Linked DNA regions of Gossypium arboreum: region 2 is linked to region 1. Evidence: chromatin contacts called from public Hi-C data. All regions are on one chromosome and are shown on one strand. Each heading gives the region's core, a stretch centred on a gene start, on an enhancer-like site or on the middle of the called end of the contact. The rest is flanking DNA. Distances are from core to core; before and after follow the strand shown.

What was found. A called contact is a pair of places that touch in the nucleus more often than the background predicts.
Region 2: a contact with region 1 is called in a Hi-C map of leaf, with 1.6 times the contacts expected there. The contact joins the promoter of LOC108479247 here to the enhancer-like site in region 1. A contact is called at or near these places in 2 of 5 Hi-C or Micro-C datasets (both in leaf).

What each region holds. Positions count from the first base shown.
Region 1 is chr12:5,800,032-5,807,606 of ASM2569848v2, reverse strand. No RefSeq gene overlaps it. Among protein-coding and RNA genes, the nearest start is that of LOC128285789, 63 kb to the left of the region's middle. Within about 2 kb of position 4,951, at least 2 of the 2 cell types and tissues checked have an H3K27ac peak or open chromatin away from gene starts, as enhancers often do. A contact at or near this core is called in leaf, where this site is marked.
Region 2 is chr12:5,898,806-5,906,380 of ASM2569848v2, reverse strand. It overlaps LOC108479247 (E3 ubiquitin-protein ligase UPL3-like), which reads right to left and starts at 4,304. Exons shown (of 17, transcript XM_017781724.2): 1 at 3,047-4,304; 2 at 2,572-2,682; 3 at 2,343-2,459; 4 at 2,094-2,264; 5 at 1,851-2,012; 6 at 1,090-1,338; 7 at 845-966; 8 at 1-759. The coding sequence starts at 3,946.

The sequences.
Region 1 (7,575 bases), core at 3,702-6,201:
TGAAGCAGAAAAATAATGTATTTTCTGCATTCAAGTCTTGGAAAACTATGATTGAAAAACAGACAGGAAAACAAACAAAACACTTCCGGATAGAAAATGGCTTAGAGTTCTATTCTGATGAGTTTAATAAACTATGCAAGTCAGAAGGGATCGTGAGACACTTGATAGTCGTCATACTCCACAACAAAATGGCATTGCAGAAACGAATAAACAGAACGATCATGGAGAAGGTTCGATGTATGTTGTCGAATGCTAACTTACCAAAGTCGTTTTGGGTTGAAACAGCCTCTACTGCATGTTTTTTGATCAACCAATCTCTATCCATACCATTGAGAAAAAGACTCCACAAGAGGTATGGTCTGGTAATCCTGCTAATTATTTTGATTTAAAAATTTTTTGGTGTCCTGCGTATGCTCTTGTTGATAATGGAAAATTAGAATCGAGATCCATTAAATGTGTTTTTCTTGGTTATAAAGTTGGTGTAAAATGGAATAAGTTATGGTGTCCTGAAAATAGAAAAGTTGTGATTAGTAGAGATGTTGTTTTTGATAAAACTGCTATGCTACCTAAATTATCTCTTAAAGACTCTTCCAATAAAGAACAAAAAAAAAACAGTTGAAGCATTAGCTTAATCCAAAATCTACAATAGAATCGACTCCTTAAGTCAGTACAGAAATTCAGAATAGAGTTGTTTCTTCACCACAATACTCTATTGCCAAAAACAGAACTAAAAGAGAGATTAAACGTCCAAAGAAGTATGTTGAGGCTGATCTAGTTGCTTGTGCTTTAAATATGGCTGAAGATATAGATGCAAATCAAGAGCCATCTAATTATTCTAAGGCGGTTAACTGTGAAGACTCAGAAAAGTGGATGTTTGCTATGTAAGAGGAGATGAAATCACTCCACAAAAATAGAGCATTGGATCTTGTGAAGCTTTCTAAAGGAAAAAATGTTGTTCGTTGTAAATTGGTGTTTCAAAAGAAAGAAGGGACTCCGGGAGTTGAAGAACCTAGATATAAAGTAAGGCTTGTTGTAAAAGGGTTATAGTCAAATTCTAGGTGTGGATTTCACAGATGTGTTCTCCCTAGTTGTGAAGCATAGTTTGATTCGAGCTTTGCTCGATATTGTAGCCATTTATAATTTGGAGTTTGAGTAGTTAGAAGTAGCTTTGACAGTTGTGTTTACTTTAAGAAAAACAGTGATGGTTCTTTTGTGTATCTACTCCTTTATGTTGATGGCATGTTAATAGCAGCAAAAGATAAATGAGAGATAAAAAAGATCAAAGCCCAACTAAGTGAAGAATTTGAGATGAAAGATCTGAGACCAACAAATAAAATACTTGATATGGAGATTCTCAAAGATAGAAAAGCAAAAAAATAAGAGGCTTAACATGAATCTTCCAATAATATTACATAAAACAACTTAACATAATAAAAATAAAAATTTCATCCATAAGGCATTTCATATTCCGGAGATTAGAGTCTTATTTTTAAAATTATGTTTTAAGTATAAAGCTGGCTCTTAGCCATACTTATATTTTACATTTATATCAATTTTTGTTTTTGCCAAAATATACTTAAATTATAGTCAGCTACAAAAATTTTTAGCCAACTCCAGTCAACTTCAATCAATGCTAGTCAAATTTTAATTTCAAAATTTTTAAATATATATTTTTGAACTTTTATCTTATACTGAATTTTTAAATTGTCTAAAAGTATCCATTTTATTTTTATGAATATATTCTAATTTTTTATGATTTTACTAAGCCGTCTTAAGTTTTTTAATTATTTATATATTGTAGAATATTGACCCCAAGTTGGAGTTTGGGTTTCTCTCGGGTGGTTGACTTGGTTCGATTTTTGGGAATGCCAGTTTTTAATCGACGAGTTTCAACTGAAACCTTTCATTTTATAGTTGATAAGATTCGTAGAAAGCTGACTGGCTGGAATGATAAGCGGTAATCCATGGTAGGAAGAATCACCTTGACCGAATAGGTTTTACATGCTATACCCAATTATTTCATGAATACAGCTTAAATTCCTACGTCAGTTTGTAATGAAATTGAGAGACTAGTGCGGCATTTTATTTGGGCTCAGGAATTCTTTCGTGTAAGCCTGCGTTGGTGAGCTGGTATAGATGTTATGCGCCTCTTGAGACTGGAGGTTTGGGGATACAGCATATGGGTGACTAGACCAAGGTATCTTCGCTTAAGCTAGGCTTTGGCATTGTTACTAATATTAATGTTCTGTTGGTTCAGGTTTTACGGGCTAAGAATAATGTCCAAGGAATTTGCCCATTGTCGATCGCGAGGAGCAGTTGTTAGTATGTTAGGTGATCAATTTCACACGCTTTTTTTTTGTTTTGGGGGGGGGGGGGGTATTACGGGCATTAAGTGGTCGATAGGTAATGGACGTTTTGTCAACTTGTGGAATGATTCATGGCTTGACGATGTTGGCCCGCTGAAGCAGTTCTATACTGTGGTGCTCCTTTAGAAGACAGCACTCTGGTTCGGCACCCGGTTACCTGTGAAGGTGAGTGGTCGTGGGAAACGCTTGAACAAGTGCTCACTCATCATATCGCCGCTCGGATAGTTGGTGTTTTTCTACCCTCTTATAGTGCTTCGAAAGATAGGTTAATGTGGATGTGGTCCTCCGATCCGCTTCTGCAACTTTTAAATAGATTAAAGTGTTTAAATGTCTTGATGGTAGTGCGGATTGGTCCTTGGTCTGGCAAAATGATGCGCCACATATCCCCTTGCAGCTCCTCTCTTAGTTGCACCTCCAGCTCCTCTCTTAACAGGTTACACTACAAGGGCCTCATTCCTTCCGGTAAGGTCTCCTAAGGCCTCCTTCATAGCCCCTTGCATCTCCTCTCTTAACTACACCTTCATCTCCTCCTAGGACTTCGCTATGTCGGACTTTAACTCATCAAGGGAATCCTTAATGTCCTCCAGTCAAGTTGGGACATCACTCACTACAGACTCAACATCGATCATTCAGGTCTCCATGATCGCCACAAAGTCCTTTGAGCTCCCTCATGAGCCTCCTTTCTTGCTCTTCATTGTCACTCGAGTCTCCACCACCCTTTCCCCTTGCTTGCTCCTCTTATCTGATTTGTAGTCATCTCTCACTCACCACAAGAGCTAACTGCTAACTCTGATATCATTTGTCATAGGTCGAGACTCTAACTCTGCCAATATGCAACCTTAGGCACTAGTCTTTCACCAACAATGCCTAAGTCAACCTTCGATCCTTGCTTCGGAGAGTCCCTTAACAAAGCTCTAGGCCTAGAGAAGCACACCCACATCAAATGAGAACAAAAGGGAGTTGGGATAATCTGGAATTGTTATTATTCAATAAGTTAACTTATGTTATAAATGGAGGGGTGCCTTCCTTTATATAGGCCAAACCCCTTTGATCCAACTGTCACGATCAAATACAATAGATAATCAAGAACTTATTTTTAGAATATTTTATACAACTCTTTCAAAAGGTTCTACTTTATTCCACAAGGTTTGGATCTCTTCCTTGAGCTTCCGGATTTTTGGTACCCCAGACCCATTCTTCTCACATGTGCACTTTTTTGGGCCTGTTGCAGCTAAGGGGGCCTCCCTAGGCCCTTGTTGGCCACCATTCGCACCTTAGGGCCTCCACCTGTACTTGGGGTGGCTTGCTCCACACCTTTGGGTGACCGTGACACCAGCCTATGCTGCTTCTAAATCAGTACTTTGTTGAGTCTATATGGTGCTTATGTATGATCATAATCTATTTGGATGAAAACATTGTCTAATGCCAACCAATCTTTAGCTGATTTAATCAATCTTGGACCGAAGCATTGTGCAAATAAATCTATTCTGCTATGATTCCTAGACTAGTAAATACCTAACTCCTAGATTGGTACATGGTTAAATTGATTGAAGTTGTTGGTTGGCGTCATCTATTTTTCTCTCATGATGTTATCTTCAATTAAGCTATCATTGATTTATTATCATTCTATTTCCTTTGAACTTCATCTTTTTTCGTGTGATTTTTCTTAGAAGTTTGGCCAATCTTTTGTCTGATGCATGGTAGACAGGATGAGGATGCAATGGTTTCTTTAGTGATTATGCAGAATAACGTAAGGAACGTTTTGAACTTGTTGGCCCTACCTATTCTAATTGTAATAGTGGCACAGGTCTCTGGGGCTGCTGCCGTGGTGATCCAGTTATTCGCAGCTACTTTTATGAGGTACCTAAGCTAAGGTTACTTGGTCTCTCTAGAACAAAACATGCATTATTCTCTAATCAAATAGTCGAGCTTGGTCTGATCGTCTCACTAGCTTTCTCTAACATGATATCCCCTCTTACAGATCGAAACATATTGGTAATATCCGTAGACGATGAAAATTCAAGAGTTGGAAGAAAATAATAAGCACATGGATCTACAGTCCCATGACGTATATGTTACAGACACTTTATTTTGACGCCCGTAGGAACAAAAACTTTTAAAACAAGGTCCGAATCAAGTGCCCCATGGATAATGCATACCAGAAATAAATGATAAGAAAAATTGAGGTCAGGTAAGGTGAGTTTGTGTCGAGGAGAGAGGATGGGGATTTGGATGTCTGAAACTGACCTTCCGCTAAGGTTAAAGCAGTCCCACATGCAGCCAAAAGATTTAAGAGGTAGGTTGGTAGGTAGGTAATGTCATCTTCAGCTTTTCCATCTATCTATTTAGGACAGCTCTCTTTTTGTTCCTCCACCCAAGCACATGACATCCAGGTGCTGCTGCGCTGGCTTGCTTGTCAGCCCACTCCAATTATTGCAACCTTAACCCACATTTAGGATCGCAAGTAACCAATCACGTAATTATAAAATCCCAATCTTTATAACTACAAAAATGAAACTTTAATCTGATAAATAAGAATAAATATAGATGCTGAAGTTTCATACTTGACATTTGTTAAATTTGAGCTTTTAATGATGAGTGCGTGAATGAATTAAGGATGACAGTGTTTCACTTCAGTTGTTGATTTTGGTAGATCCGTTCTTAGGCCTTTAATCTATGTATTTAAAAAGAATTGCTAAAAGAGCCAACAACCTAACTGATTGTGATGATGATAAGCGCCGTCTGATTGACACAAGTGAGGCACCAAACAATTAATGCATGTAGGGTAGGGTATACGCAGGTTTATCAATGCTAAATTGTGCATATATGCTAATTTTGTTTTTTAATTTATTAAATAGGTTTTTTTTAATTTAAAGAAATAAGTCAATTTTGAAGAGATTGAGTGAAATTGCGCCTAATCAGACGCGCTTTCATTATCTCTCTTTAGACTCTTTTTTAATTTTTTTAGGTTTAGGCTTAGGGTTAGGGTTAGAGTTAGGATTAGGGTTTTATTAGTAATTAGGGTTTAGGGTTTTAAAAGTGAAATCGTGAAAGTTTATAGGTAGATTTGAGGGGTTGGTATGCGATAACACGTCTCAGAATACATATGTTTCATATATCATGTCGGGATAGGATTATCACCTCAGAAACTCATATTATGAAAGTTAGGTTTCGAGGTGATAGTGCTTGATACGGTTAGAGGTCGAAGTCTAAGTGAAGGTCCCAATCAGCAGCCGTAATGGAGTCACAGGTTCGAGTATAACCAAGGTCCAATTGATGGTCGTTATGTGGTCATGAGTTCAAGCTTTTTGGATACCCGCAAATGATACCTTATATATATCATACATAAGTTGAGGTCATAATCATAGGGAAAAACGAAGGGCTTTCCAGTGTAATCATAAGTAGTCGGTATCTTTAACTTTTCTTTCTTATCTGAAGGCTGACACTGAGGTGAATACAAGAGGATTCTCAGGCAGTAAGCGGATGTTCCGGCACAATAGAGGTTAAACTAGGGTTGGTGCGGCGACAGTTCTATTTATTAATGAGTTGTTTAATAACGAAAATCGTTGTCACCCCAAAAAGAGCATCACTTTTACTGCATCGCAACAGCCATTGCTCGCTTGAGAGTCCTCCTCGTCAACAGCATTGTCAACCTTGAGATAAGAAAGAAGGTTAAAGATACCAGTTATGGGAAATAGAGAAAAAAATTATGTCGATTATAGCGGAAAGCCCCACAATTTTTCCCTATGATTATTCGTTCAAACTTCTGTATGATATTTATAAGTCAACATCTTCGAGTATCCGAAAAGTTCGAGCTTATGTCCGTATAACAATTGTAACTAGCTCCCTTGTTATACTCCTATCCATGACCTCATAATGGATGTTGATCGATACCTCTATGTAGACTTCCACCTGTGACCGTATAAAGCAAAATCACCCCATAACCCAACGTCCACAGGATGGGTTTTTGAGGTAATGGTCACATCTTGACAGGATATATGAAATATGTGTTCTCAGAGCGATATTACATCACTGATGACTCAAGAATACCTCAAACCAAAAATTTTATTAACGAAAAAAATTTTTAACACTGAAATAGGAAAGAAAATCGAGACAGAAATATTTTAAAGTGGAGGGATGAAGGCCAGAAGAGATGATGGTTTAGGGATAATAAAGTTTAGAGGGAGAGCCATGCTTTTATAGGTACAGGGGTGAGATTACAAAGGAAAAAAACCTGGTGGTTGAAAATGCATCATAGGAGAGGCTTTTTCATCGAATATCTAAAAAGCGTGCTTCAAATCTTACTCGGGATTCTTGAGGTTAGAGCACTTTTGGTAGAATTTTAATGGAAATGGTAAAAAGCTCGTCTAGCTGGGCGAGCTTTCTTATTAACATGGCAGGAAAGAGCGCCTAGCTTAATGTGCTTTTCATGTATTTAATGGAAACCACATCCAGCTTGGCGTGCTTTTTTGCCACATCAGTAGGAAAGCTTGCCCAGCTAGATGAGCTTTCTTACCATTTTCACTAGAAGTCTACCAAAAGTGCTTTAACCCTGGGAATCTCGGGTAAGATTTGAAGCATGTTCTAAAGAAGTGAATACCCTTTGAAGCATGTGTCTGATGAAATTAGTTGATTTCTGAAACACGTTTTCGAGCACAAAAGAGTGTTTCATTATTATTCGATAAAAGTATGTATTTCTGAAATGCATTTTGAAGCGTGGATTAACTCTTTCCTTGTTCTAGTTTGCTATTAAAGTACCGAAGTATCAGAACTTAGACACATAGCAAATTCGTATGAAATATTGAAGAGTTGCACTGCAAGTGTCGTCTGTATTTCTTTGGATAACCATCTAAATATTTTTTTGGTTCTAAATATCTATTTCGTTTTAAATTGAAATGAGTTGACAACTGAAATTCGTTATTTACTACGATGATCAAATTTGCAATACGGAAGTTGAGGTCGTATTTGTAGGAGCCCAGTCTGTGGAATTAGCTTTTGACGATACCATTCAACTTTTTTTACAACTCTCCAGTTGCTTATATAGATTGTTGGTTATGCTTGCCAGCATATAACAATGAGCTATCTCATCAGACTCTTCCCAACGTTTTCTAGCCTTGGCTTGAGTGGCCAGATGGCACTTAGTATCAAGAACTATTTTAAGTTTCTCACATCTCAGGACATTATTAGGTTCCTTTTCAATTCCTTATAG
Region 2 (7,575 bases), core at 3,055-5,554, 99 kb before region 1:
GCTTGTTGACGAAGCTTGGGAAGGTGCACATCTGAAATTCTCTCCTGGGAGAAGTACCCGCAAGAAAAATAGTTTAACAAGGCCGCAACAACACCACTACCAATAAACTCAAAAGTGGATACACCATCCCCCTTGCTTAGTTCTGCTAGCATCTCAGAAATCACCCCAGTCAAATACTCTTCATTGCTAGTAGAAAAATCAACCCATGGAGACCCTGAAGCTTTAGATTTTCCTTTTGCCTTGGCCTTTTGATCGTTAACAGCAGCATTCAATTTCATGCAAAGATTTTTTAAGTGTAACAGATCATCTGTTACTCCAACTTCAACAGCCCCAGGATCAGAGGGGAAATACTTATCTTTAAATGCTTTAGCACATGCACTTACTGCAGTACGAAGACTGGAATTGGCTGTAGGAATTTCAACTGAATTAGTAGGTGAGCCAATATTTAAAGATGCTGGATTCTTGGACTCCTCCATAGAACTTCCTTCAAGATTAGAGTTACCACTACGTCGTCTGTATCGCCTAGAACGTGATGAAGCTCCAGATACAGACTCATTATCCTTCTCAAGTGAAGATGCTTGAACAGTAGTGGTATTTTGATTACCAATTAAAACAAGCTGGTCCACAGCATGAACCACGCCCTCTCGAACAAACATTTTGGAGAAAGTTCCAGGAAGCTTTTCCATGAGGATCTCAGCAATTTGCAGGGAAGGAACCAAGACATATGGATCTTTCCATGCTAAAACACCAGCCAAGAAGCTATAAGATCAAACACAATAATAAGTCGCTATAACCAATCATTCAATGAATATGTTAACGACTCTATTTTACTTAAGGTGGATACCTAGATATATTTGTCACACTTAATAGATTCTGAATCATCTCTGCACTGCTGAAGTACATTAGTTTTCCAATAACTGAGAGACATTTGTGGCGAACAGGGCTATTGACACTGGAACCATAGATCTGATAGACAAAAGATAAGGAACTATATAATACTAACAGACAAAAAGAAAATACCATAAAAGATAAGAGACAGTAACAACAATCAAGAGATAACCAAACTACCATCTGCAAAGAAAAGGCTACCTGAATGAGAACAGGAAGGAGATCCACTCCAAACTGCTGAAGAAGTTCAGGTTGATCATTCAATAGTTTCTCACGGGGTGAAACCTCAAGAGCATTTCGATTGGTGTCTTCTTGCTTCCCAGAGCTGCTAGTAGGAGACTTCTTCAAAATAGATCCTTTCACAAATATATTAGAGCTAGCAGGGAGGGAGATGGTTCCTTGTGGCAATGGAGGAAGAAGCTCATTTGCCAGATTGACAATCTCAAAAATCTACACAATCGTATAATCATATAAGAATTACAAGACCCATCAGACAAATATGGCTTACATGCATAGCTATTACTAATTTAGTATGTCAATATAGATTGTACAAAGTGCAAGAAATAAATATAAGTATTGAAAACAAGTAACTTTTAACCAAATAAAAAGGGTTAAACTTTCTGTCTTAGCATTTATACCATTTTCCTCACTGCTAGTAATAATATAACATTCAAACCTTACACGTATCATATGTACAAAGGTATATATAAACAACATGCAATGAAGACTACAATCTCTTCAGCCTTAACTAAAAACAGATACCACAAAACAAAAAAAACAACTGACATGCAATGTTCACAAAAATTGATAGTAAAGCTTGGAGTTGATACTGTGTGTCTTTAAAGGTTATACCATTTCCTCAGCTCCACTTGTATTAATATAGCATCGCACACGTGTAAACAGTTAAATAAACAGCTAGCAATAATAACTACCAGCTCTTCAGCTTGAATTAAAATTGTTACCTGCTCTGCCGGCTTGCTTAATGCGGGTGAAACAGATGAGTTAGCCGAAACACCAGAACCTGATAGTATATCTTTAAGTATGCCACTGATCCCAAGCAGAAGTAAAGTTTTTGCTCCCAAGGGAGACCCACTTGCACAAGTTGAGAGCAGCCGAATTAAGCCCTGAATTCAAAAACCAAAATGTCATGAAATGGTACATAAAATGCATTCAAATAGATAAACAAAGGAGCACCATCAATTCACCGTATATGTTGGTGTGCTCAATGATGCCTGTCCACCTCCAGAATTACTTATGGAAATGAGAGATGCAGCCTGAGTAACCAGTCCATAATTGCAAAGCTCATCTAATTTATCCGGGGAAGATGCAAAGGCTTCAGCAATGCGCGTTAAACAAACAGATGCATGCTCCAGCACCTAGAAAGATAGCTAACTGTTCAGGATGAATCATAATTGACAACAAATGACTCATCACTAATATGATGTTCAGGTTACCTTCGAATCATGATACTGCAAAAGATTTGTTAATAGTGGTACAGCTTCCATGACATAATCAGCTGCATCTGAAGGGAGTTTCTTGCACATATTTGCAGCAGTAGATAGTGCCACTCGCTGGAATATGGGATCAAATATAGGAAACAAACAAAATAAGAATCTAAATAGCAAGAAAATTCTCCACTCCATAGATGTTGATTAACACTCAAAATGTTCACAAATTAATTACCTGAACCCCAGTGGAGAAGAAATCCAAGTATGAAAGCACTGCCATGAGAGCACCAGCTCGCAGACAGGCAGTTGGGTGTTCTTGAGATATCTTCTTCAGAGCTTGTAGAGACTGTTGCAGCAATTCAACCAGAAAGATAAGAATGTGGAGGGGACCAAATCTACAGTTTTTCAACTTTCTAATTCAACTCCATAACTAAGAACAATAAAGAATACCCACAACATTAATTTTTAACAGTTAGTTAGAAACAAGCAAATTTTAAGTCAAATAGGCTTTCAGGAAAATGCTCAACCATCCCATGTTTATCAGTTGGGGGGCCAACTTCTAGTAGAATTAGCTAGTTGCAGTTCACCCTAGTTCATAATGAAATAAAAGATGTCGCTCAATCAGCTCAAGGGTGTTTAAGTTTAACCACATATTTGATCAATTTCATTTTCTAACAATCAATTATTTAGGAAGTAACCAAAATGCCAACCTGTTCAGCCAAGTCCATATACTCTATAGTGAGCAACCTAGCACAAAAACATGAAACAGCACCATAATGCACAACAGCAGCACATGAAGAAGGCAACACATCACACAAATGAGTAAGCGCCCTTGCAGCAAGAATCATGATATCAGGATTACTCTCGTGATTAAGCAATCCAACGAGCACGGGAACAAAGGAATCAACAGAAAACGTGCTCAACGATTCCTCAGTACCAATTGAAAGCATTTCACACAGCTGGGTCAGCGCCTCCACTTGCCTCCCTTCCTCTCCATCAGCACGCAATCCAGACAGAACCTTTTTTAACCTCCCACTTTGATGAGATGAAGACCCGGAACCCATTGCCGATGAGGGAAGCAAATCATCAAGTCCAGCACCAAGCTTCCTCAACAAGCCTTGTAACGCGCTGCTCGCTGACGTCAGATTCTGGTGCAAAATCCCTACACCGCCTTCGCTATCATTATCATCCTCATCGCCTCCAGAGGTATCCATATTTAATCCTAAATTTCTCTCAGGATGATTAGAATTGTTGTTGTCTCTATTGTCCCTGTCTCTATCTCTATCGCGAATCCTAGGATCATGTTCCTTTTCCTTTCCTCTATCAGAGGCAAGATTCGGATTGTCACTTGTCGTGGTTTGGTTAGCTTTGCTGGAACGGCGATCACGGCGGGAACCGGAAGAAGATTCGATTGTACTGGGGTCCATTAAGGCAGCGGAAGTACGTGATGTGCGGGAAGTACGGGAGCGAGTAACAGCGACAGTGGCGGCGGTAGCGGCAGAGGAGGAAGAGAGACGAACGCGTTTATGAGAGCGAGTGGTGGGACCGGAGGGAGAAGATGAAGGGGCAGCTGAGGAGGCCTCCGCCCGCTTCCGGCTCCGAGTTTCCATACAAAGGGGACCAACGCCCCTGATTATCGGACGGTCACCACCACAAGATCAGACGATTCCTGATCCGATTATTCGTTGCATCTTAACAACAGCTTATCGAAACCCTAGAAAACGAAAACAAAGGAATCCACGCTTCGGATAAATGTAAAACCCTAGAATTTACAATCAGGGAAAACCACGCCTTTGTCTTGGTTTTGAATGAAATAGAATTCAATGATTAATTAGGGGAGAATTTGAGCCCTAAAGAGATGAAGGTTAAGAGCGAAACTTGAAACCCTAAAGTGAAAATGAATAAATAAATAAAAAGGGTGAAGTTTTTAGAATATAACTTTAAATTTATCTATAAATTATATACAACCAGTTCTTAAATAAGCCTTTTAAGAGTTAATAAATATTCGAGATATTTTAAATTTTTATCATAAATACGTGTTATAGAATGGGAGAATAAATAAGACGGCTGTTATAGAAAAATTAATAAAAGGATGAAAATACGAGAGAATTTTATTATTTTATTTTTATTTATAATGTGTTATTTATAAGTTTATTTACATTCAATTAATAAAGGTATTACATTTAATGAATTAAAGTTTTTTAATTACTCTATTTAATAATCTCTTGATTATAAATTAAGTAAAGAGTTTTATCTCATTACTTTAATATGCTTAAAGGGGGTTATGACACCCATTTAATTTACAACACTCCCCCTTGGATGTCTTTTAAATAAGAATGCGCCTCATTAAAATCTTTATTAGGAAAAACTCTGTGGGATAAAAACCTAATGAAGGAGAAAGAGTACACAATCTCCTATTACAAGTTGCCTCGTACATAATCTCCTATTACAAGTTGCCTCGTTAAAAACTTTTAATAGGACAACTCAGTGGGACAAAACATTGATTAAAGGAAAAAAGTACAACATGTTTTAGACTCCCCCTAATGGCGACATCACATTATATCTTTGAGTCGACGCATTCCAATCTTGTTTCGTAGTCTTTCAAATGTTAAAGTTGGCAATGCCTTGGTAAAAAGATCTGCTAAATTATCACTAGAACGAATTTGTTGAACTTCTATGTCACATTTCTTCTCAAGATCATAAGTGAAGAATAATTTTGGTGAAATATGTTTCGTTCTGTCACCTTTGATATAACCACCTTTTAATTGAGCTATACATGCTGCATTATCTTCGTATAAGATAGTTGGCATATTTTCCTGTAAAGGCAAATTACATATCTTCTGGATATGTTGGATTAATAACCTTAGCCAAACACACTCTCGGCTTGCCTCATGCATTGCAATTATTTCATCATGATTTGAAGAGGCAGCAGCTAATGTTTGCTTTGTCGAACGCCATGATATGGCAGTACCTCCACATGTAAATAAATATCCCGTTTGAGATCGACTTTTATGTGGATCCGATAAATATCCAGCATCAGCATAACCAACTAATAGGGATTTTGAATCATTTGAATAAAATAACCCAATATCAATGGTCCCTCTAAGATATCTAAATACATGTTTAATTCCATTCCAATGTCTGCGTGTTGGAGAAGAACTAAATCTTGCTAACAAGTTTATAGCAAAAGCTATATCAGGTCTTGTGTTATTTGCAAGATACATCAATGCTCCTATGGCACTTAGATATGGTACTTTAGGACTAAGAAACTTTTCATCATTCTCACAAGGACGAAATTGATCTTTATTAATATCTAACGATCGTACAACCATCGGGTTACTCAATGGATGTGCTTTATCCATATAAAATTTATTTAAGATCTTTTTCGTATAAGTTGACTTATGGACATGAATTCCATCTTTTAAATGCTCGATCTGCAGGCCAAGACAAAATTTTGTTTTTCCGAGATCTTTCATCTCAAATTCTTTCTTTAAATAATTTACTGCATTTTGAAGCTCTTCAGGAGTTCCAATAATATTTAGATCATCAACATAAATAGCAATTATCATAAAGTTTGATTCAGACCTTTTTATAAAAAACACATGGGCAGATTGGATCGTTTTTATAACCTTCTTTTAACAAATATTCACTAAGACAATTGTACCACATACGCCGAGATTGTTTTAATCCATATAAACTTTTCTTTAATCTGATTGAGCAATTTTCCCGGGAAACTCTATATCCTTCAGGGATTTTAAATCCTTCTGGGATTTTCATATAAATTTCACTATCAAGTGTACTATACAAATAGGCTGTAACAACATCCATTAGACGTATGTCAAGTTTTTCACGTACTGCTAAACTAATAAGGTATCTAAACGTGATTGCATCCACCACAGGAGAATATGTCTCTTCATAATCAATGCCGGGCCTTTGCGAAAATCCTTGTGCTACAAGTCGTGATTTATATGTTACGACTTCATTTTTCTCATTTCGTTTTCGCACAAATATCCATTTATATCCTACTGGCTTTACATATTTAGGTGTTTGGACTATAGGTCCAAAAACCTCATGTTTAGAAAGTGAATTTAATTCTACTTAAATTGCATCTTTCCATTTTGGCCAATCTTTTCTATTTCTACATTCCTCAATAGATTTAGGCTCAGGATCCTCATTTTCTTTTGCTATTTCAATAGCAACATTATAAGCAAAATTGTTGTCGGCAACTATATTTTTTCGGTTCCATCTTTTTCCTGAAGTAACATAACTTATTGAGATTTCTTCGTTATCACCATTTTCAGGTACCTGAACCTCTTCTAGGGTTTTTTGATTAGTTATATCTTTGGACTCTTCTGAGGCACTTGCCTCCACAATATTACCATCTTGAATAATTGATCCTTTCCTTTTACAAGGATTTTTATTTTTGGAACCAATTGGCCTTCCACGCTTCAAGTGTGGATTACTTTCTTTTGCACTAACAATTTTCCTTATTGGGATATCAATTCGTATTGGAGCATTTTCAGCTGGTATGTGAGATTTTGTAATTCTCTTTAGGTCAGTAAATGAATCTGGCAGTTGATTGGCAATGTTTAGCAAATGTATAATCCTTTGAACTTCTTGTTCACATTGACTTGTACGAGGATCTAAATAAGATAATGATGATCCATTCCATGTAATTTCTTTGACCAGTTGTATTTTTTCTCCCCCTAATATTGGGAATGTTGTCTCATCAAAATGACAATCAATAAATCTTGCAGTAAATAAATCTCCAGTTAATGGTTCAACATATTTAATTATAGAAGGAGATTCATAACCAACATATATTCCCAACCTCCTTTGAGGACCCATCTTTGTGCGTTGTGGTGGAGCAATTGGAACATATACTGCACATCCAAAAATTCTAAGATGGGAAATATTTGGCTCCTGACCAAAAGCCAATTGTAATGGGGAGTACTTATTATAACTTGTTAGCCTTAAGCACACAAGTGCTGCTGCATGCAAAATAGCATATCCCCAAGCTGTAACAGGGAGTTTTGTTCTCATAAGTAATGGCCGAGCTATTAGTTAGAGGCGTTTGATAAATGATTCAGCTAAACCATTTTGTGTATGAACATGAGCTACAGGATGTTCAACTTTTATCCCAATTGACATACAATAATCATTAAAAGCTTGGGATGTAAACTCGCTAGCATTATCAAAACAAATAGTTTTGATTGCATAATCTGGAAATTGTGCTCTT